Linked DNA regions of Zea mays: region 1 is linked to region 2. A link is a contact called in public Hi-C data. All regions are on one chromosome and are shown on one strand. The core of a region is the stretch at or near the end of the contact, and the rest is flanking DNA. Distances in the headings are between cores, read along the strand shown. Region 1 has its middle 130 kb from the start of LOC100280217. Region 2 has its middle 120 kb from the start of LOC118472046.

Region 1 (4,666 bases), core at 950-3,449, 200 kb after region 2:
CTGTGAAGGTTCTACTGCCTCTTCCACGGCGAAGACTGCGCACACCCCACCAGGGATTGCCCTAAAACCAAGGCCACCAAAGATAGAATGGCCGGAAATTAGCCAGCCGACAACCAACAAGTTGTCGTGCATACTTACCATCCCGAGCAGTACCACCAACAACAATTTCATAATAAACCAATCCTTCACCAGCATAATCATATGTACCACCAACAACAAGAGATCCAAGTCCTCACTCCACCACCACATCACCAAAATTCTCCACCTCCACCAGCACCCAAACAAGAGGACTTCGCCGAACAGCCTTTCCACGGGGTCATCCACATGATTACTAGAGGGTCAAGTGCAGGCTTCGACACCAAACGGTAGAAGAAGGATCACTATCGTAGTGTCAACCACGTACCCTCACTGGCCCAGTGGTTCAAACAAAATGGTCTCATGTACAAGTCACCTTCGACGCAAGAGATGTCGACCTACACAGCACGCCACATGCAGATGCCTTGGTGATCAACTGTCGTGTGGCAGGCTGGGATCTACATAAAGTAATGGTCGACAATGGCAGCCTGGCTGACATCATCTTCCAGCACGCCTTCGATCGCATGGGCATCAGCCACAGCCTCCTCAAGCCCGCAGACAATCCTCTATATGGTTTTGGAGGCAAAGGCACCTTTCCCATCGACAAAATAGAACTACCGCTATCCTTCAGCGCGGCACCCAATGCACGAAGCGAACAAGTCACCTTCGACATCGTCGACATGGTCTATCCTTACAACGCCATAATGGGGCATGGATCCATCAATAAGTTTGAGGCGTGACCATAGTGTATGGAGACCATCAAGCAACACAGAATATAGAAAGAGACTTCGTCCCAGGATAGCGCAATGTTCACTGCCTAATAGCAGAGCATGAAGACAACAACAATCCTCGCCCAGCTAAAAACAAAAAAGTCAACATCCAACTGCAGAGCAACGAGGGAACCAAGACGGTCACCCTTGATCCCACAACCCCCAAGCAAATCGTCTTGATCAGCGAAGACCTTTCAACAAATGAAGAAGAAAGACTTCTCTCCTGTCTCAACCGCAACAAGGACGTCTTTGCCTAGTTCGCTCTTGATCTAGTTGGGGTCAGCCGCACCATCATAGAACATAGCCAGGGCATCGACCCCTCGGTGCACCCAAGGAAGCAGCGGTTAAGGAAAATGTCCGATGAAAAAACAGAAGCAGCAAAGACCAAGGTGCACCGTTTATTGGAAGCAAAGTTTATCGAGACAATAGCTTACCCCACCTAGCTCGCCAACGTTGTCATGGATTAGAAGAAAAACGGGAAATGGCGAATGTGCATTGATTTCACTAGCCTCAACAAAGCATGCCCAAGGACAACTTTCCTCTACCACGAATCGACAAGATCGTCGATTCTGCAGCTGGCTGCGAAGTCATGTCTCTTCTAGATTCCTTCTCAGGTTACCATCAAATCTACAAGAAAAAAGAAGACAAGGCTAGCACAAGTTTCATTACACCCTTTGGCACGTACTGCTTCATGCGGATGCCCGAAGGGCTCAAAAACGCCAGCTCAACATTCTCCTGTCTCACCAAAAAGATTCTCGAGGACCAGATGTGTCGCAACGTCTTCACATATGTAAACCCCGGAATCTAGCTCCTAAAACCCTAGTCAGTTGAGAAATAATAAAGGAGTCATTTTAATTATGTATCTTATTAAAAGAGGCATATTTTCTTTAAATAAACGTTCTTTTAGGAGACTATATAAAAACCCTTATATGAGTAATGTATTTATAAATACTTCCTTGAAGTGTCTAAATTAACATAAGTTATATATTAGAAATTACTTTCATAAAAAATACAATATTTAAAATCATTTTCATAAATAAAATAATAAATAGATTAATAAAAGTATATTCATGCATTCATGTTGAAGTTTTGACTGTGCATTTATTAGGAATTAGAAAACTGGAAACCCAGATTTAAAACTTAATTTAAACCATATTCAAACTTGAAAGAAATAGAAAACTGAAAAAAGTGAAAATGGCCGAATGGGCCAAATTTCCCCTACCTGCCCAATCTTCTCATCTGGTGGCCCACGCACGCGCGTCAACTCCACGCCGACAAGCGAGACCGGCCTGTCTGCCTCATCACGCCCATGACAGACCATCATCGTGCCAGCCCTGTGGCCACCTCCGCGCCAGTAACTGATGGGCCCGCCTCGTCATCCGCGGTTCCCCATCCACGCGCTCCTACTATCACTGTCGTGTGGGTCATGTTTGTCAGTGTTCTCCTCAAGCTCAGGATGGTAACAAATCCCGCGCTGCTCGCCGATATGGGTGGGAGGCAGGTGCTGGGATCCCTCTGACCTCGGAATCGGGCTTCGCCCGATTATAAAACAATGCACTGCCTTCCCTTCTTGGCTACAACCGCGTGGATCGGGCAAAACTTTGTGCATCCTTGCTGTGGACAAGGATTGGGTGCCGCCGGTGCCGCTGCTGGGGATCTTCGTCTGCACAGGCGCTCGGGTCACGACGGTCGCCTGGGTGCTTCACCAGGCCGTGGGGTTGATATCAGTGGTCTCAGCTGGCCAAATCGGTGGGCAAGGGGAAGGGAATTTCTCATCAGCACGCCTCCGTCGCCGCTGTTCTGTCGTACCGCGTCGACAACCTCATCCTCGTCACCATCGACGGTGAGAACGCCTCTGTATGGCTCGCCTTCATCTCTGCTCCGTCTACCGTCCCTTGGATTTGAGGATTTGTGCTCAGATCGGCAGGCGGCCGTGCACCGGTAATGGCACCACCGTAGGGTGGCTGGCGCCGCCGCTGTTCGCGTCCGGTGTGGTGCAAGCGTACTAGGGTTGCAGATGACCGTTGGATCCTATTCAACGTTTGTGATCCAATCAACGAGATACCGGTTCGGGAATAGATCGTAACCGTTGGGAAATGCATTGAGTGGTTAGGATTAAAGATAAGGAACTCGTTCGGTCGATGCGATCGTAGCCCTCGATTTGAAATTGGACGGTTCCGGTTGCTTACCAGTTAGAGTTATATGGAACCTAATCCTGACCTTGTGCCACCGATCGGACGGCTAGGATCGTCTGATACCCCTTTGACCAGTGTGTCTTGCAAAAGAGACCCTGGGTTTTCATACATTCAACCTACCGTCCACACCTGTGGTAAAGTAATTGCACCTGGACCCAGAAATTTGTGAACTAAACCCTGTGTTTACTGGTATTTATGCCAGCAGCCCAGTGAGCACCTAAAATGAATAAAACAATTTAGAAAATGGTTTCCAATATAGAAATAATTCTAGAATATTGTTTAATTCATAGAAAAATTATTTTAATTCATTTTTGATCCATTCCAGTTGCGTTGAATTCATAATAATATTGTTTATCATCTAGTAACCTTGTGTTGTTATAAACATATATTAGAAGTTATACACTTAGTTTCTTTTAATCCAACATTTAAAACTCCGGAAATCCATAACTTCTTCGTTCTAATTCTGATTTGGTCCGTTCAAGTCGCGTTAGCTTGATATGAATATTTACCATACAGTAAACACGTGCCACCACAAGGGTGACATGGGACGCCCTTGGCTGACTAACTAGGAAAGCTAGTGGAGGACTACCTACCTAATAGAGGCAAGGGCAGTAGGGGAGTAGGCGTGTAGGGAGGTTACCGGGTTGATTTTGCTGCGATGGCGATCAGACGGGGGATTCCTGCATTGCTCTTCCTAGAAACTGTAGCGGGTTTTCTGAAGCTAGTGGAACTTTGTATAGGCCTCGTAGTGGATCCCTAGCCATTCACCTCGGAAGTGTCTAAGGGCCTTGCAAACCCTGGCGAGATGGGATACACGACTTGTGGGTACAGGGTACAACCTCTGCAGAGTGTAAAATTGGTATACTAGCCATGCTCGCGGCCATGAGCAGCTCAGGACTCTCGCATGATTGAATTATGGAACTAATTCAATTTGTCATTTGCATTGCATGGGATTTATTATTAATTTTGTTCTATTATTATTATGATTTGGTATTTACTTACATTTAGTAACTGCTAATAAAAAATTGACCAACTTATTAAAAGCAATGCTCAGCTTTAAGCCCTATTATTGATTAGCCTTACACTTCACATGAACTCCCGCCTTTGGTGAGTTCATGCACATTATTCCCCACAACTTGTTGAGCGATGAACATATGTGAGCTCACCCTTGCTGTCTCACACCCCCCACAGGTCAGGAACAGGTACCACAGGATGAGGCGCATGGAGGATGTTGTGATGTGTTCGTGAGAGGTCTAGGTCATCGTCTCCCAGTCAACTTTAGGTTGTTGGATCGTTGTCTCCTTACGATGTAATTTTTTATTTATTTTGTACAGAACTCCGATTATATAGTAAAGTTGTAAAATTCGTTTCTGTACCTTGATTCATCATATGTGTGAGACTTGGTCCCGGCACACCTGGTGATTATGTTCGCGCCCGGGTCCCTAAAACCCGGGTCTGACAGAAGTGGTATCAGAGGAATGTTGACTGTAGGACGAAACCTAGATAGAACTAGACAACCATTATCTACTTACCTTTACTACTCTGATTCTTTTCTAAACTTTTCTTAATCTTTTCTCATCTATTTCCGCTTTACTCTGATTATTCTTACCCTTTTCACTTCTAAAA
Region 2 (4,310 bases), core at 611-3,110:
CATCTGGCTTTGTGCCACAACTTGCTCTTCTAGGGAGGGAAATCTGGTAGTTTACAATTACAAGGCCAGAGATTACAGAACCTAATTAATCACTAACGCGAGCGATAAGATATTTTTCTTCTTCTTCTCGATCGATGCGACTCCGTCTTTTTGATTGTAACAGACATTGATGCTGGAGATGGACAACTAGTAGTAGGTTCCAGGTTTCCAATGGATGGATGGAATGCTTGCCACCCTAGATTTGTGTCTGCGGTGCCACCATATATATGCTTGCCTACTTTTATTAGTCAGTCAATTAGTTAGTTAGTTAGTTAATCAGGCCAGCTGCAACACGGGCATGGAGTGGCAGTTAACATCTGCACTCATCACACTGGACGTTAACATCTGCAGTGCAGTGCAGTGCACAGCACAGCCTGCTGAGCTGCCATTGCACATTTGCACCTGGCCAGTGCTGTGCGATGGCGCAGGAATCTTTAACTGAAGCAAAGCGCTGGCTCGTCACCAGATCGGACTCGAGAGCGTCAGAGCACTGAGGCACAGGAGGGGGGGAAGGACGGACAGCACATCGCGCATCTGCTGCAAATCTGGTGGGCACTACTACTCCTACCGAAAAGGCAAGGCTGCGGCTGCCAAAACGCCAAGCTTGTGCAGGGCAGGATGTGATCGATCCAGAGGGCAATAAAATGTGGAGGCACGCAGGGTCGCAGCAATAGCAAGGCTGGCTGCTTCTGTACTGTACCCGCGCTGGGCTGAGCTACTGTCGCCAACGCCATCACTCTCGCTCGCTACTGGCGAAAGGGAGGCACGCTACACTAGGATCAAGGGTGGAAGCTGAATTATTGAGAGAGAGAGAGAGAGAGAGAGAGATGTCGTTGGATTGATGGATGCCATTGCCATGCCATATGGCTGGTAGCGGCCGGAGGGCCAAGGACATGGCAGCGCTGCTGCGTCCTTCTCTCTCCAATCTCCATGCAGGGTACTACGGCATGGGTATTGCTAGCACCAAGCAGTGGTACTCGTTTAGCTCTATCTGTGTACCGTCCATGATATGGACCATCACATGCGCAGCACATGAGAGGCTGGCGGCGGCTACTGCAAGAGCAGCAGCCGCTAGCTGTTGTGGCCGGGCTTGGGGCATGGCGTTGCATACATAACCGTGTACCACCGACCGACCGCAGCCGATCGATCCATCAGATCTTGTGCGCGGCGACGTTTGTCGTGCATGCCATCGAGTTGCCCAGTTCATTTCATTTCCCGCCACCGGCATGCATGTCGCCATGCCAGCGTACCGCCGGTACGTACCTGGAGGCACGCGGTTAAGAAATATATGGAGTGCAAATGCAACCTCTCATGAATGCATGGCTCAGAGTCAGAGCCATGTATGTGGTCATGGCTGCACTGCAGGAGTGATGCAGCCAGCTTTTCTTTTCCATGGCACAAGGATGAGGATGAGTTGGTGCAAATGCGCGCACACATACACATACTCCTGACATAGCAGATTAGCAGGCTGTGCCTCTCTACTGTCTTATCATCAGGTGCAGTGCAGCAGAAAACTACACATTTACCGCTAGTCGAGTACCGTAGAGATGAACAGAAGATTCATGTGGGCATGACCAGGTAGTACTTGTGCCATGATCCTCCATTCACCGCCAGCCAGAAGCACTGAAGACGTAAGGCAGGCAGCAGGCAGCCATGCAAGCACAGCACGGAAACGTACGCGTACGGGCCCTCTGGTGCGTGTTGCTTTATGTTGCGTCAGCGATCCGAGAGATATTCATCAGAGCAGAGCATCTGCTGGCTGCGGCGGAGCGGAGCGGATGGAGGCGGCCCGCGGCCAGCGCCATGCGCCTAGCGGAAAGCCCATGCAGGGGCAGGCAGCCAGGCAGGGCGCCAGCCGGCACACGATACAAAGCAACGCTACGCTACGCTACGCGACGCGCGCGACGCGACGGCAGCGGCAGTGCCATCATTCAAGAGGTTCGTTACGCTGGCTGGCATGGCAGGGGCAGCAAGCGGCAGGCGCCAGTGGCTGGTGAATGTCCATGTCGTGGCAGAGGAGGGGCAGGGAGGGGCGCCAGGGCGTCGCCTGGTCCCGGCCTGGTCGTGTCCGTGTCCGTGTCCACCCCCACCCAAAAGTAAACCCCTCCTCCCTCTCGATTGTCTCTGCATTTATATTTATAGTTTCGTAAAAATACATTTTGTGATTAGTTTAATATAATTTATCTATATAATTTATATTGTAAATGTCAATATATTTTTATCTATAATTGATTATACTTATAAGATATTAAAGCACCGCAATATATTAGAATTGCATTCTTTCTAGAACGGTGGGAAGCAGGAAGTACTCTAGTTGGCTGCACATAGATCGGTGTCTAAATACTAGCGTCGTTTGGCTATCTGAATCGGTTCTGATTCTTATTATAATCCTGAGAAACACAGCAAAGAGGATAACTGTGAAACATTACAGTCAAGAAACGTTTCTCGATATCTGTCTTGTCCTTGAGTCAGCCGGAGAGTAGTTCCACATTGTTTTTATTGTATTGTAATAAAAATGAGATCGAGGGAATCAAATGACAGCCACTGTTCATTGTTGAAGGGTGATTACATATATATACACATGGAGGGGTGCAAACCAAGAGACATGTCCTTTGCTGAGATCACCGCCACCACTTGGAGAATTGACGACATGTTTATTTTCCAACACTCCCCCTTGATCGATTCTAACTTCATTTGATCATCCTTCAGCTGTTCTTCCAAGATATTGTTCTCCTTCAAAACCCTATGGAAAAAATAAGGAGTATACTTGTCGGAGAGGGAATTCTCCGGCCAGGTGGCGGAATGCACCCGCCCTAAATCCTAAGATGAGGAAGGGGCTTAAGCGTTTTGCCTGTCCTGCTAAGCAATCGTTGAGCACATGAACACACGAGGATTTAGAGTGGTTCGGGCCGCCGGAGCGTAACACCCTACTCCACTGTGTATTGGATTGCTGTGGAAGCTTGAGAGTTAAGAGTCTAAGAGAGCTTGAGTGCTCGTGAGCTTGAGTGCTAGTGAGCCTGAGTGCTAGTGAGCCTGAGTGCTAGTGAGCTTGTGTTGTAACGTTGCATGCCTCCCCTTTTATAGCTCAGGGGGTATGCACAAGGGTACTGAGCCCCGACATGTGGGCCCAGGAACATAACGGATGTAGCACTTGGAGCCACTAATGTTTGCTGTTGGAGCAATCTCCTTGCGCCCTGACATCCGAGATCTGCATAGTATCGACGTGCAGGGGAAGCTTCTCGTACAAGGGATGATGGACACAGTGTGCCGCGTAGCACGGGCGCACTGTTTGACAATGGATTGGACAGGTGCGCCGTCTGCAGGATGGACCTGGCGCCGCCTGCCAGCGGAGTGGATAGGACACATTAAATGCTGAGGGGGCACATCGCCTGTCAGCAGGGTGGACAGGCGGCGCGTCCTCTCCGCAATAAATGCAGAGACCGCGCGACCTAGAGGCCTTACGTCAGGCTCCGCCAGCTGGCTTATGTCACGGGCAAGATGCCACGCGGCATCATCGGGACTCCGCCTGAGCGGGGAGCGCAAGCGCACGAGATAAGGCCTGGACACGTGTCAGTACCGGACCCTTGCTTATGCCAGGGTATCCCTTGTCCCAGGACCTCATTGCGGTCCGGACCTTACTCGGAGGGAGTCTCGGACCGTAATCAGGGGTCCGGGTTATGCGTACAGGGGTCCGTTGCTTCCTCACGGAGGTCCGGTCCAACTGATACATCCTGGCATGTATCATCTTTTCTCGTCACGTGGTGCCCCTTGAGCCGTCCACGCGGTGGGGCCGGGTGCTGTTCACCGTGCGGCTAGAGATCGTTGTATGGGCACCGCGTCTTCATACTGTAGTAAGGGGTACCCCTGATTTAGGGTACCGACAGTGGCCCCCGGGCCCGCCTCAGGGGAGGACACGAGCCTACAGGTGGGGCCAAAGTTTGGCTGGCGATTGATTCGCTGTTTTTGCGCGCCCGTTGGTGTAACTGCTGCCGGTCCGCCCTTAGTCACCCCGACTGCTACACCTGCCCCCACGGCTGACTGACCCTTGACCTCCGTACTTAATGGCTTTGTTGCGCCATGTGCGTGGTGGCTCGAGTCGCTGCATTGGTTTTGAAAATTTAACTTCTCCGTCTTCTGCGGCGGCCCCGAGGAGGCGTGGTACTGGCGCGAGTGGCGGTGCGACTTCTCTGTACGCAGAAACTGGCGCGCCGGGTGCATGACATGTGGGCCTGGGCCCCCATGTCAGAGGTTGGACCGCTGGCTGCAGCGAA

The links. Hi-C and Micro-C count contacts between places; a contact is called where the count stands out from the background.
Region 1: a Hi-C map of tassel shows a contact between it and region 2, with 6 times the contacts expected there. The contact joins two enhancer-like sites. A contact is called at or near these places in 3 of 25 Hi-C or Micro-C datasets (ear and tassel).

The regions. Positions count from the first base shown.
Region 1 is chr5:112,758,317-112,762,982 of Zm-B73-REFERENCE-NAM-5.0, forward strand. No RefSeq gene overlaps it. Among protein-coding and RNA genes, the nearest start is that of LOC100280217, 130 kb to the right of the region's middle. Within about 2 kb of position 2,200, at least 20 of the 20 cell types and tissues checked have an H3K27ac peak or open chromatin away from gene starts, as enhancers often do. A contact at or near this core is called in ear and tassel, where this site is marked.
Region 2 is chr5:112,555,546-112,559,855 of Zm-B73-REFERENCE-NAM-5.0, forward strand. No RefSeq gene overlaps it. Among protein-coding and RNA genes, the nearest start is that of LOC118472046, 120 kb to the left of the region's middle. Within about 2 kb of position 1,861, at least 11 of the 20 cell types and tissues checked have an H3K27ac peak or open chromatin away from gene starts, as enhancers often do. A contact at or near this core is called in ear and tassel, where this site is marked.